Regions from separate parts of the Arachis hypogaea genome. Here region 2 is linked to region 1. The links are chromatin contacts, called in public Hi-C maps. All regions are on one chromosome and are shown on one strand. Each heading gives the region's core, a stretch centred on a gene start, on an enhancer-like site or on the middle of the called end of the contact. The rest is flanking DNA. Distances are from core to core; before and after follow the strand shown. Region 1 holds the start of LOC112801572 (casparian strip membrane protein 1-like). Region 2 holds the start of LOC112801573.

What was found. Hi-C and Micro-C count contacts between places; a contact is called where the count stands out from the background.
Region 2: a Hi-C map of leaf shows a contact between it and region 1, with 2.6 times the contacts expected there. The contact joins the promoter of LOC112801573 here to the promoter of LOC112801572 in region 1. A contact is called at or near these places in 2 of 8 Hi-C or Micro-C datasets (leaf and an unstated tissue).

The regions. Positions count from the first base shown.
Region 1 is chr5:48,802,690-48,810,374 of arahy.Tifrunner.gnm2.J5K5, reverse strand. LOC112801572 (casparian strip membrane protein 1-like) reads left to right here and starts at 4,500. Exons shown (of 3, transcript XM_025844386.3): 1 at 4,500-4,805; 2 at 6,327-6,450. The coding sequence starts at 4,591.
Region 2 is chr5:48,997,176-49,004,860 of arahy.Tifrunner.gnm2.J5K5, reverse strand. It overlaps LOC112801573, which reads right to left and starts at 2,617. Exons shown (of 6, transcript XM_025844391.3): 1 at 2,148-2,617; 2 at 1,948-2,043; 3 at 1,609-1,830; 4 at 1,125-1,221; 5 at 378-437; 6 at 1-251. The coding sequence starts at 2,396. The coding sequence ends at 178.

The DNA.
Region 1 (7,685 bases), core at 3,251-5,750:
AACCCAAATTGGACCTTAGTCTTAAGACCACAAATATCTTTTTCACATTGTTTACGTGTTTTCGTGGTGGAATTTTGTTATAACAGAAAAGATAAATTTTCATGGTGAATAACATTTATAATTCTCTAACCACTTTGATTCTATTTCAAGATATTAGCGAAGCGTAAAAGCTATTAGTTAAGAATAACCATTTGGGTACCAATAAAAATAACCATCCGCTATCACATGAAATCGAACATCCAATCTCTACTATTTGTTACTATTTACACACTATACCATGACTATTCTAAATAACCATTTGGGTGACAATAGAGATAACCATTTGTTAGCCTATAGAATCAAACATCCAGCCTTTACTACTTGTAACTGACCACATACTCTACACCAAGACTATTACGAATAACCATCTAGGTAACAAAAAAAATAACCATTCGCTTTCCCATTAAATCGAACATCCAGTTTATAATTCTTTTAACGAATCACACACACTACACCCAAACTATTCAAAATAACCATATGGGTAACAATAGAAATAAACATCCGCTATCCTATTAAATCGAATATCCAATTTAACATAATTGTAACTAATTATACACACTACACCAAGGCCATTACAAAATAACCATCTGGGTACTAACAGAAATAACCATTAGCTACGCTATTGAATCAAAACTGACTTTCTTTGCATATATTGCATAAAAATCCTAAGCCAGTTTCAAATGTTCAAACCACATTCCAATTCTTGGTATTTTGTCTTCGGTAAGGCAACTATGACTCGATAACTGCGAATCAGTTCAAAATAGACATCATTCGATGAACATGAGGATTAATGATCGATTCAAATATGAGGTTCACGAAAAATAGTAATATACTAGAGACCAAACCTCATTAACAAGATCTATGTCATCACTTTCATTAATGTCCGTACATTCTATGACCTATAGGCACGGACCCAGTAAAGGCAATGAAGGGGCACTTGCCCCACTGCTTTTTCATTTTTTTTCTAAAATAGTTATATATAATAATGTATCTCTACTTTAAATTTTAAATGATCACACTATAAATAAATTACACTCAATTGGTTAAAGTCCAAAATTAACTTTTTTATTTTCTATTATTTTATTATTATTTAACCTAATTAAATTTAATTTTTGTACCGTTACTCTTTTATTCTCTTAAACTCTTTTTTTATTTTTATATTTTTAACATTTTTTTCTATTTCTTGTCTAGTAGTAATCTTCTGTTCATCAAAAGATAAATTTCAAATTCTCCATATTTTTTTATTTAACTTTCTATGACTCTATCTATCTTCCAATTTCATTATTTTTCTTTTTGATATTTTCAATAACAAATTTTAATTTAAACAATTATATTTTAAATATTAATCTAATATTTCTCTTCATGACTTTATATAATTTTTTTTATTCTCAATTTATTTATCTTTATTACTTATTTTCTATCTTTTGTTCTATTATATGTACCTGTGTTGAATATAAAATTTTAAAATAAATAAATTAATTTACTAATTTAGAATATATTTTTTATTTTTAAAAATAATAAAAATAAAATATTTTAATTATAATACATAATTAAATAGATAAATAAAATATTTCATCTAACATTATATCAAAATTAAATTAAAAAATATATAACAAACTTAATTATTTTAAAAAGAACGAAAGAAAAAAAATTGTAAATTAAGGTTATATTATTTTATATAAACATACTTTTATACACAGATTTAATTTTTCTAGTATTTATATATAATTCTAGTTTTAAATTATAAATACTAGTGTGTCATTAGTTGCTAATGTGGCCATTGAGTCAATCTTTTATTATTAAATGTGTATAAAAAAATTAGTTAAGATAACAAATTATCTATAATTTAATTAAAATATTTTAAGTTCAAGTTTTAGAAATAAAAAAAAATATTTTTTATAAAAATAAAAGTGTTCATTAATTTTTTTAATTTTTATATCTTTATATAATTAATAATGTTCAATAAAATTTATTTTAGTGTATATATTTTTATCCCCACTCCTAAAATTTTCTGGGTCCATCACTGATGACCTACAATCAAACATATACAAACAAACAAACTAATTAGATGCTGTACTATTAAACAAGTTTTAACTAAAAAGATTTTATTAATACTTTTTTCAAAAGGAAAAATATAGGTGAACAATAACATTAGTGAACAATGTAAACAATGGGGTTAAAAAAATAAATTAATCCTAAATGTAATTAATAGTTTGATTAATTAAATTTTAATAATAATTATATTTCAAATTAAAAAACAGAGTTTTTACATTGGTGAATTGAAACTCTGCAACTAGCCTCTCATCTTATCTTCCTTTCGCTTGACCCTTTTCTCTTCTGCACTCTCAATCCAGCCTCAACCCTCTGTCTGACACCACTGCCATCACCACTAGTGACCACCGTCGCCTACCCCTTCTCTCTTCCCTCTCTTCTCTTTTTCTTCACTCTTTCTCCATTTCTCCTCAATCTCCTGTACGCTACCCCTGTTTTCTGTGCAAAGCCCAATCCCAGCAAAAAATCCCAGTGCAACCCAGAAGTGGCTGAGCTCTGTGCCGCTGCAACAGCACATCTGCTACTCCTCTCTTTCCATTCTTCCCCTTTCACCAATGCAGGTTCTATGCTTCCTCCCATCCGTGTTTTTTTGTTTATTTATTTTAACTAATTTTTAATTTTACTTTTAGTGTTTAAATTAGACTTAGATTAATAGATTGATATTTTTTGGATTCTAAAATGTTTGATGGCTGATTTTTTTGGATTGATTGCTGCTTAAATTGAGTTTAAAATCCCTGTTTACATATTGTGCACACCATATGCTCGATGAAATGTCTGAGTGAAATTTTTTGTTTAATTTTTATGTTTGGCCAGCATTTGTCTTAAATGTGGTTATCTTTAGGCATTATAATTTAGAATTGTGTAATGTTATGCTATTTTTAATGATGTTTAGATTGAATTTTGACAAGGCACTTGATTATTAGTTTTGTTTAAACACCAAATTGGTTTAAAATTTTAAATTTGGTCATTTGATTAGTGTAATTTAAGAAGTGCATATCATGTTTAGTTAAGTGAATTGAATGAAACTACCTATTCATGTATATTTTAAACATTCCACATGGTTGCCATTAGATTATTTTAAATTTCCATTTTTATGCTTCCATGCCATGCATGCACAAATAAATTTGGTCACAACTTACTTCATAGATGAAAATATATGCTCTAAATGGAGATACTGTTCATTTTGGATGCTCACTAAATGTGTTTTTTATTTTTACATTCTTTTTTATTTTTTCACGCTATATAATATTGCTAGAAAATATATATACAATTGTGTATAACATACAATATAGTACTCAAAGGCTCCAAAATTTCAATTAGCAAGTTCACAATACATACAACACTGATTACTACTATAAGAAAAATAAATTAATTAATAAACAAATAAGAAGAAGAAATAAGAGAGGATTGGCAAGGAAGGAATTGAAGAAACGAAAATGGAGAATGTGAGTGTATCATTCACATCCAAAAAGAAATAATCAGTTTTTTAACTTTTCAAAGCATAGAAATGGACTTGGTTTTAGGTTGTGTAGGTGCGATTCAGTTGTGGCAGATCCATACATGCTCCATATAAATATTTAATATAAGCCTAACTAATTAGGTGAGATTTTTTATGAGTACACTTTTCATTGTTATTATTTCTTGTAAGTTATATATAGTAATAAATTTTTAATGATATTTTTGGAAAGGGTAGTGCTAAGGAGCCAATGGTCTAAGCGTACAATGTGTACAATGGGCTAAATCTTTGGTCCATAAATAAAATGAACATCACCCATACTATCCAGAATAACCATCCGGATACCAGAGATAATAAACATCTCATGTCATAAAATCACTCATTCCAAAAACTTAAGTTGATTTTGGAGTTCACCAAGGATCGAACCTTAACCTTTCGGATCTAGAATTCTAATACATGTCATGAACCCGCTCATCCCAAAACCGTAACTTGATAGGACAATGTAACACTAATGATCATATCTCTAATACTCCCTAAACCTTCATTGTACACATTGTGCGCTTAGACTATTAACTCTCTATACTTTCCTATAAAATAAACCTTCAAAGACAATTATTTCTAGAGGACGGTTTTTTTTTTATCCATAATTCACTTACAATGTTGCATATTGTGATCATGTGCAAACTACCACAACCAAATCTCAATGGTTGAAAGTTAACATAATGCTTCTATTATTGGAGCAGGAACATAGGCACTTTTCTTAGCTTTTAATTTTTATATTAATAAGCATCATTCACGATCATGTATGTTAGCAACACCAATCACAAGCATCCACGTAGCAAGCTTTAGATTAACCAAAACAAATTCAAATGTCGCTGCTTATCATTCTTCATCAACTATATATATCAAATGCATTTTACGGTTAGTTATGATCACAAACCACTGACTAAATAATTAAGAAGCACCAACTAACATAGTATTATATATACATACATTTGAGGGAGAGGATTGAAAGAGAATCAAAGGTTGCAAGTTGGTAGAAAATGATGAAGGGTTCAACAATTGAAGGTGGTGGTGTAATATCTCGTAGAAAAGGGTTGGCAAGAGGGTTGTCTATAATGGACTTTATATTGAGAATTGTTGCGGCGGTTGGAACATTAGCTGCTGCAATTGCCATGGGAACTACCGATGAGACGCTGCCATTTGCAACTCAGTTTATAAGATTCAGGGCTGAATTTGATGACCTCCCCTCCTTTGTGTAAGTATATATACTCTCTATAATTAATAAGAAAATATAGATAATATAAACAGCCTAATTTAATGATAGATCATACTTTATAAAAATATTCTTTTAATTAATTATGGCTATATCTATAAAAATAGTATTGTTTTATGAATACCTAAAAACTTCTTTAGTTTTTAGAAGCTATTTATAGTACTTAGACAATATAGGGACTATATACATAAATTTATGGGTAAAGAATATTTTTTATTCTTAAAATTTAATAAAAATTTAAAAATATCTTTAAATTTTATTTTGTTTTAATTTTGTCTTAAAAGTTTTGGATTCGCATCAAATATACTTTCGATAGCTAAATTTTAAAAAATTAAGACCAATCTAACAAAAATACATAAAAATTATACTTGATTTGTTTGTATATTAAAGGTTATTCTTATAAAATTGTTGTTGAATTAGTCTTAATTTTTTTTGAAAAATTAGTCACCAGGAGTATATTTGATACAAATCGAAAATTTATGAGACAAAATAAAATTTAGAGATATTTTTAAAACTTTTACAAAATTTTAGAAACAAAAAATATACTTTGCCTTAAATTTATTTACTAAATAATGAAATAGATATTAAAAATATTATATTAAAATATATTTTTTATCTCTAAAGTTTGTTAAAAATTTCAAAAATATTTTTAAGTTTTACTTTATTTCAATTTTGTTCTAATATTTTTTTATTACATCAATGGTATCCTTAGCAGTTAAATTTTCAAAAAACTTAGAATTAATTCAACTATAATACTTAACAACTAAGAGTCGGTATGACTTGTGTTAAAGGGTTATCCTCATAAAATTATTGCTAAATTGTTTTAAGTTTCTTGAAAATTTGTAGCTAATAGCCTAATAGGTAGGTTTAGCCGTAGCATCCGCCCCATCTCTATCTGGTCGGGACGGGTGATAACCCGACCCCGGAAGTGGAAAAATTGTTTGAACGGGGCGGAGTCAAGTTTAGAATGAACTTGTTCCGGAGTATATATTATATAATAATAATAATAATAATAATATTAATATAAATATATAAAATTAATAAATTTAAAAATATATAAAATGAATCTTATGTTTTTATTTTAATTTATGTATAAATATGTAAATTTTAAAGTATTATATAATTGTTATAAAAACGGGTAGAGATAGGTCGGGTACCCATAAAAATGGATTAGGGTACTGTAACTTAACGTTTACAAATATAGGTGAAGTGAGTGGAATATCAAAAGTGAGAAAGGATGAAACGGAACTTAATAGAACATAAACTCGTTCAAACCCACTCTACTGCCACCTCAATTGAGAGGAGTACATTTGATGCGACTAAAAATTTTTTAAAAAATTAAAATAAAATAAAATTTAAGAATATATTTAAAAATTTTAATAAATTTCATAGACAAAAAATAAATTTTATCTTAAAATTTTTCATTCCAAAATATGGAAATTGTGTTCATTTCTTCCTATATCTACTTAATTGTTATGTATCTCTTTGTTTATGACTGTGCAGATTTTTTGTGGTGGCCAACTCTCTAATATGTGGATATCTAGTTCTTTCTCTTATCCTATCGTTACTCCACATAGTTAAGAGTAGCGCGGTGAAAAGTAGATTGCTCCTCGTTGTGCTTGACACGGTAAATTTTTTTGTATAATTTTATTTTTGTAAAATTTTATGCTAACTGTTTTAAAGGACAAAATTATATTTTTTCTGTTAAAATACACTCGTTATTAACGTAAGAAACGGTCTAAATATCTAAAGGATTCTTTTCTCTTTTTTTTCACAAACAAAAGATATACATCTAACTAACTTGAGTTTGTCAAATAGTCAGCTCATTCGTCTGTTTAAATAAGTATGTGAGATTCAAATCATGTTTTATATATGCAGTAACTCATTGATCAACGATAAATTTTTAAATAAAATTTAAATTTGTAACGAATTAGTCTTTAATCTATCAGACTAAAATGTACCGTAGATATATATATATATATATATATCATCAATTATAACTAAGGATAATTCGATATAATTCACTTAACAAAAATCAATTTATATTTAATGAAAATAAACCAACTTAAAAATATCTTTACTAATCTCTACAAAATAATCAAAACTGCAAAAAAAAAAAAGGTCACTACCCGTTTTATTTGGCTCCTGATTAGTATTGGTTTTCGTTTTTTTTTTTTTCAATTAGAAAGAAAACGAGTTATAAGGCCATATTTTGATTAGAAGTGTACGGAGATTAAATCTAGAAGTTGAGTAAAATATATATAGACAAAATTTCAATTCAATCCCTACTCAAAGTATCAAATTAATATCTGCAATTTTTGGGCTGCAGTCCGATCTTAAGAATCGATAAGATCAGATATTATATATGATTGAAAAAAATATATCTTTTTTTATAATAGAAATTAAAAAGTTAAAAATTGTCTTTTTATTTTTACTCTTTATTTTTGAAATATTATTAATTAATAAAAAAATAACCAAACATATATGAATAATAATAAAAATAAAATAATCAAATTTAATTATTTAAAATTTTAACAGAAAACATGTAATATTACGAATTTTAATATACTAATATTTTAAGACTGCACTACAAATTAAAAATTAGACTAAGAAAAAGAATTTTTAAATATTATATTTTTATTTATTTATAATATTTTTTATTAATCAGAACTTAAGATTAAATAGGCGGATACAAATTTAAAATCTGATATTTGATCTTATTTATCTATGGATTCGATGTGATCGAATTATATGTACAAAATACAAATCAAATATAGGTAATTATCATAAATACTACAGATCAAATTTGTAAGGTCTCACATCGATTGGGGAGGAGAACGAAACAAGTTTTATAAGGGTGTG
Region 2 (7,685 bases), core at 1,368-3,867, 200 kb before region 1:
TTTACGGTATAACTTCAGAAATTTGTGCTTGGTATAGATGTTGAGGAAGAGGAAGATTTAGTCCTTGATCGAAGCAATGTAGCCGGGGCAGCTCGTGCCTTTCGGTGCTACTTGTATGCTATTCCATATATATGGGGGTTTATAAATGAAGCGTTAGACACAAATGCTGTCTTGAACTCAACACTTGAAAATCCAGCTTTGGATATGCTGTTTCCTGTATCTCTTGAAAGGTGGCACCCATCTGCAAGTATCTGCTGCAGAGGATCAGTAAGTCGTTGGAAAAATTTGAGAGTTGTGCCATCTGTAAATCAAAGTTAACTAAAGTTGTTACTAAGCTATTTCGGTTTCCAAATTGAATTTGGAAGTTGTGTACACACCTTTTGCAGCCACATGTTCGACAAACACATACTTTCCACCGGGTCGCAACACCCTCTTAACTTCTGCACAGAAAGCGAAATGGCGTTGGGGGATAACCCTTAAGTAACAAGTGTGTCAAGAATCAAGAACCAAAAATTATACAAAAGCTCAACTAGTTGAGTGAAGGACCCTCAATGATCTTTATATCTAATAATCCAGTTTTTGCGCTAAAGTTCCCTCAAGCATACAACTTGGGACAAGTTCAATTGAATCAGTGACCAATTTCAATTAGTACACAATATCAGTCAGCAGAATTGACCTTTTTCTTTCTATTATGGTCTAAAGGATGATGAATTTGTGTCTTCAAATACAAGGGAATGCAAACACTAACATCTCAATCACTTTTTACATTCAAAATTTGTGTCTTCAAATGCAAGGGAATGCAAACACTAACATCTCAATCACTTTTCATATTCAAAACCTTCTAAGAGTTTCCTCTACCTTTCTTGTTTCTTTTTCTTTTCTTAACACAAAAAAAAAAAAAATATCATGCAAAGCAGATAATAAATACTTTCCAAATTTTAGGTCAAACATTCAAAGTTCAAACAATCAATTGTTTTAATGAGAAAATCCAAAATGCAGCTAACGAAGTATAATAATCACACAGGTAAACTAATAAGTACAGTGATGATTGAGTAAATACTCCAAACAATAAAATCAATATATTTATTTGAGAAAAACACAGAAAGCTCTACAAGTTCCATTACCTTTTAATGCCAAATCAACATCTTTAACAGAACACAATACAAGCGTTCCAACGACTGCATCCACTGAAGCATCACTTAGTGGTATAGCCTCCCCAACCTAAGTAGACTCAACATTAAAGATAAAGTTCAATTAACAAAAGCAGAACATAAACTAACATAACTAAACAGAACAAAGCATCAACATTAAGGGTGATGATTAGTTGATTCTTGTAGAAAAATGTGGAAAATTTTCTAAATGAATGGATGAAGTAAATTTACACCTTTGATCAAATGATGAGCATATAGCATTAACATTCAGCTTTGTAACTATATAGGCCATAATTGACACAAACCTAGAAAGCATTTCCATAAATATACTGTTTTGTGCTACTTTACCACAAACCAGTGCCGTTATCTTTTAGTGTATTCCACATTTAATATTCACTGTTATGAGAACATTCCTCTTAAAGCAGTGCCTATAAGCCGATGAGAGAATGGTACATACAGCTTGAAAAAACTCGAAGTTTGAGAGCAGTAAGCCAGCCAATCTAGCTGCAGACCGAGCATATTTCTCCATCTTCGGGTTAGGATCAATGCCAACAACATGAACATCGGAATCGTTAGCATAATAACTGAGGTTAGGACCTGTTCCAATCCCAACCTCCAAGATTTTAAGAGCCTTCTTCCCCTTCAAGTTACTTAAGACTTGTGACTTGTACTTTGCAACCTTACCACACAAAAAAAAAAAGAGAGAAATTCCCAAAACTTCAATCCAATTCAACAACAACAGCTTCATAATTCAATTCAATAGTAATTATTAAATGCAACATGAAGAAATATAAACCTCAGCTTCATAAGACTTAGTAGCTGAATTCATAACCCAAGCATAGAACTCTTCATACCAATCTGGCTTTGGTGGATGAAACTGGTTAAGCACATCCTACAAAAAAGTAAGTTTTTTTGGCAATCAAAACAAAAACCTCATCTTTTGACTTCTCTGTTAATTGTTGGGTCAACTGCACAAGTTAAATTGTTAATGGTTACCGCGTAATCGTAATCAGAATCTGAATTATTGGTGGCTCTGGAGGGTTTAATAGGGAAGAGTGTAGTTGCCAATGTTGCAGCTTCAACGAAGTGCCTTCTTCCACAGAAGAGGCACCGCCTTTTTGTGGTGAGTTGGGATGGCGCGGGCGAGTTGACCCGGCTGGACTCATTATTGATGTTGGAGCAGAGATAAGTTTTTGGAGTGCAGGGTACCAAAGAAGAAGAAACCGAGAGAGTATGAAAATTCATTTCTTTTGGGAATATAGAGATTAGAGAAGGCACTGGCTCAACAGTCAACAGTGACTCAGTGAGACTGTTAATAAGACTAGTTGGACTAAACAGACAACAGTTTTTTGAAATTTGATATAGGAGAGGAGATACAGGATATTCTTGCTTAAAATTTGTTGTTATGGTTTTTCTTTAATCTTTCTAGAATCGTTTTGGTTAAAGTTGTTATGTTGGTTCTACCATGGGAAAAGCGTAACGTGGTCTTTTTAACCAAATATTTTTAAAAACAAACTGACCATGAATAATACTTTCATAAAATAAAATTATTTAACTACAAAAATTTCACTAAAAATAAAATTCTACATTTACAATAACTAATTATTATTATTATTATTATTATTATTATTATTATTATTATTATTATTATTATACGTTTTTAACTATTTCAAAAAATAATTTAATTTAAATGGATTACATTCATTTATTTTTGCAACAAAAAATTTGGTTTATCAAATAAAAAAGATTTTAATATTTTTTTGCTACATAACAAGTATATAAATTATTAATTTTCTTAAAAGTTATAAAACATAGCTTATGAAAAATATAATAAAAAATGTTCTCGTACAAAATTTTTTAGTAGCATAGTTATTTTTAAATAATATATTTCAGCATCTTGGATAAAAACATATATATTGATTATTTATTATTCTTGCATTAACTCAATCTTACAAAAATATAAAAAGGAATTTTTTTAAACTTTAAATCCTAAATTCTAAATTCTAAAACTTAAACGCTAAATCCTAGAATCTAAAATCTAGACCCCTAAACTTTAAATTATAAACATAAACTATTATTTTTAATACTCTAAATTCTAAATCTTAAATCCTAAACTCCAAACTCTAAACCCTAAACAATCATTTCTAATTTTTTAACTCTTGTACCATAAATCCTAAACTCTAAATCCCAAACTCTAAAACTATAAGACATAAAATCTCAAACTCTAATCCCTAAACGTGATACTTAACCATAAATCCTAAACTATTAGCTATAAACCTTAAATCTTAAATATTAATTATAATATAAAAATATTTTAATATTTACAATAACATTAACATCTAATTAGATGTTAAAAAAATCTTTATATATTATAATACATATATGAAAGTAAATTATTTAAAATTTATTTATTTTTCTCATAACAATAAAATTATAACATATTAAGTAAATTCTCTAAAACGATTATATTTTATATATTTTATTCACTAATATATTTTAAATGCATATATATATATATATATATATATATATATATATATATATATATATATATATTATCCTTGCATTTACTCTATGTTACAAAAATATAAAAGAAAAAATTTGTTCGAATTGATCAACATAAAATGTATATTTGTATAAATCTTTTTTAAATACATAAATCATAAACGTTTAAATTTTGAATTATAAATCCTAAAATCTTAAACTATAATTTCTAATACTCTAAATCCTAGACTCTAAATTTTAAATCATGAATTCAAAATTCTACACCATAAATTTTATATTCTTAATCCTAAATTATAACTCCTCAACCATAATCTCTAATCCCTTACCTCTAAATCTTTTAAAATGATAGATACATATTAAATCATGGATTTGTCTATGTCAAAAAAAGTAATATAATATAATAGGAGGTAAAAATAAATTACAACAAATAATTTTAAGGTGTACAAAAATGTGGGATCTATTTTTAACATGGTAATAGAGTAGATGGATTTAAATTTTAAAATCTTGAATTTAATAAATAAAATAAAATATGGAATTGTTTGTGATAAACATGAATTTAGTAAAATCAATTTATAAAAAATATTATACATATCAAATTTAAGTAAACAATAATTTTTTATGCCTTTATCTTTTTATAGATTTTATTTTTGATGTATTAATAGTATAAAATATTTTATACATTAGTCTAATTATATTCGTTGTTTGTTTCAAAAGATCATTCACGTAGTCAAAGTAAAATTAAGTTATTTTTGTTGATATGACGTTATATATCTAAATGTATGTATAAAACCGCTTTTGTACTGACAGTAAATAAAAATTAAATTATTTTTATGTTGACAAAATAAAGTAAATTAGTAATTATTTACTTTGCTTTATTTTATTAGGAAAAAAATATATAATTAATTTAAATCTTTTGACAAAATTATTAACAAAAGTAAATATCAAATTTAAAATCTTTATTTATAAACAGTGTAGTTTATATATATTGATAAGTCACAAGTAGATGAACACATAAATTTTAGTAACTACATATGTCATGAGTAATACAAACAATAAAAATATAGTTCATACAATTCTAATAATTAAGTAAATATAGTCTAGCATTTAAATGTTTAATATATTCAAAAATAAAAAATTAAACCTTTTTTTATTTTATAAAAAATATCACGTGAATAAATTATTTTTGTAATAAAGTTTAATTAAGTTTCTTTTTCTTCTTATGCTTTTTGTTTTTCACTTTTTTCTTCTTCAACTAATTTTTTTTATCAATTTTTAAGATTGCGTTTTTCTACAGGCACATCACACTGAGACAGGGACACAAAGACACAAAATTGTATTTGGCAGATAAGATATGGATAGAAACATTGTGTCTAGAGATACTAAATTAGTATATTTTGTGTCTATTCTAACAGGAAGACACAAAGACACTAACAAGAGAAACAACTTATTTTTTATTTTTTTATTATTTTTGTTAATTTTTTATAATTATATTTTTTATTATATTTTTCTTCCCAAATTTTTTACATAAAAAAATGAGAATAATTTAGACTTTTATAAATTGTCCTAGTTTATCACTAAATAAAATATAATAATATTAATTTTTTTGTCTCTATCTTTTGTGTCTTCTTCTCAATATCTTATCTTTTCCTATTTTTAAAATTAAACGTAGCTAACCTATTAAACCAATTTAATTAAACTTAATTACCGAAATGCCTTTGCTATATAATATCACCATTAGATTAATATAGTAATTAAAGACAAATGAACATATAGTAATTGAAAAAAAATGAACTTATATATTATTCACAATCTAATTTTAGTCATTTAAAATTTTAAAAAAGTAATATATTAATCTTTTTAAAATTACATTCAAATTTGTCTATAATATAAATAAATATAATGAATCCTAAAATATGCTCTTTAAATAATTGTTATATGTTTTGACTGAAATTAATGCTTTGTTGAAATAATATATATAATAAAGGATTATTATTATTATTATTATTATTATTATTATTATTATTATTATTATAGTAGTAGACACTTTGTTGGGGAGTTTTTTTTTATACTTTATTTTGTGAGTTTTAATTTATGAACTATTAACGTAATAATTTTTTTTACTAGTGTCCAATATTAGGGCAAAAAACAGAAATAAGCTAAGGGAGCAAAAAAATTACATGAATCAGCTATACTGAAAATGGCTTCACGAATCAGTCAAAGCACATTACTATGTAATTCGAACTAGTTTGGTTCGAACTACAAAAACATATAATTCGATCCTATTTGGTTTGAACTACAACTAGTATAATTCGAACTAGGTTGGTTTAAATTACACATGTGATCCACTCCCCTAGTAATTCGAACCGAGTTGGTTCGAATTACTCTCAAATTGCATCAAATAGTAATTCGAACCATGCTGCTTCGAATTACTAAGTTTTCGGCTATATAAGGAGTTTGAATCACCCTCATTCGAACAACTTCTCCATTTCCATACCCCAACCAAATCTCAGAGAAAACGACACAGATTCCATCCGACAAAGACTCGAACAGAAAACTCTGCCGCTGGGGGACGATCCGGCAAGGCTGTATCGGTTGGACGGAGTCGCTCATATAGCCGGGGAGATCAACGACGAGGTTAGTGGATAGAACACTTCTTTGCGATCAGTTTATCTGAGTTAGTGGTTTTGCATGTGGTTTTAGTGACGGTTTATGTTAGTGGTTTATCGTAGTGGTATTGCAAGTGGTTTATTTTAGAGGTTTTGTATGTGGTTTTAGTTAGTGGTTTATATTAGTGATTTTTTTATAGTTGTTTTATTGATGTTTATGTTGGCGGATTACTTTAGGTGGTATTGGAAGAGGTTTATCATGTGGTTTTATGTGCAGTTTATGATAGTGGATTTGCTTGTGGTTTTCGTAAGTGGATTAGCTTTCGGTTTATGTTAGCGGTTTAAGCATGTAGTTTTGTTGACGGTTCAGTTTAGTAGTTTTTATTAGTGGTTTACTATGTGCCTTTGTAAGTGGTTTGTTATATTGGTTTCATATGTATATTGTGTTATTGGTTTCGATAAGTGGTTTCTGTTATTACTTATTTTTGTTACCGGTTTTCTATGTCGATCTACTAATGCGGTCCATGTAATGCCCAGCCACAGAGATGCATCAGGAGCATGTGGCAACAGGGCATGCGACTCGATGAGCGGTATGTGCCATACTTGCAGATGGCGGGGTTATACCATCTAGCGAGGCTAAACGATAGATGGTTTCGAATAGATGAGCCCCTTGTCAGTGCCTTCGTGGAGCGGTGGCGTCCTGAGACGCACACTTTCCATATGCCCTTCGGAGAATGCATGATCACGCTTCAGGACGTGGCGTACCAGTTTGGGTTGGCAGTGGATGGGCGTTATGTCAGTGGTTGCCTTACGGATTTCCATATATATATATATCGAGGGTGGACGTCCTGCTTGGGTGTGGTTCGAGGAGTTGCTTGGAGTGATTCCTCGTCCGAGCCAGGTTCAGAAGTTCGCAGTAAACTGCAGCTGGTTCCAGGAGACATTTGGAGAGTGCTCCGAGGGAGCCGATGAGGACACCATGCGGCGCTTTTCTTGTTGATGCAGTATTTTGTAACCCATACTACTAACCGGCAAGTGCACCGGGTCGTAACAAGTAATACCTTACGTGAGTAAGGGTCGATCCCACGAGGATTGATGGATCAAGCAACAATAGCGTTTGATAGGATTAGTTAGGCAAGCAAAAAATGGTTTTGAGATATTCAAAGAGCATTAAATAGTACTTTAAAAATTTCAGAAAGCAAGCAGCAATGAGTTGGGAATAAAATATTTGAGAAAGCAGTTAAGGTTTCAGAGTTATCTAATTTCCAAATTAACTTTTATTACTAATTAATTTAATCATGCAAGATTTAATTTCATGCCAAACTATATGTGACTAGACCCTAATTCCTTAGACCTTCCTAGTCTCCTCTAAAATTCATTAATTGCCAATTCCTTGGTCAATTAATTCCAATTAGAGGGTGAT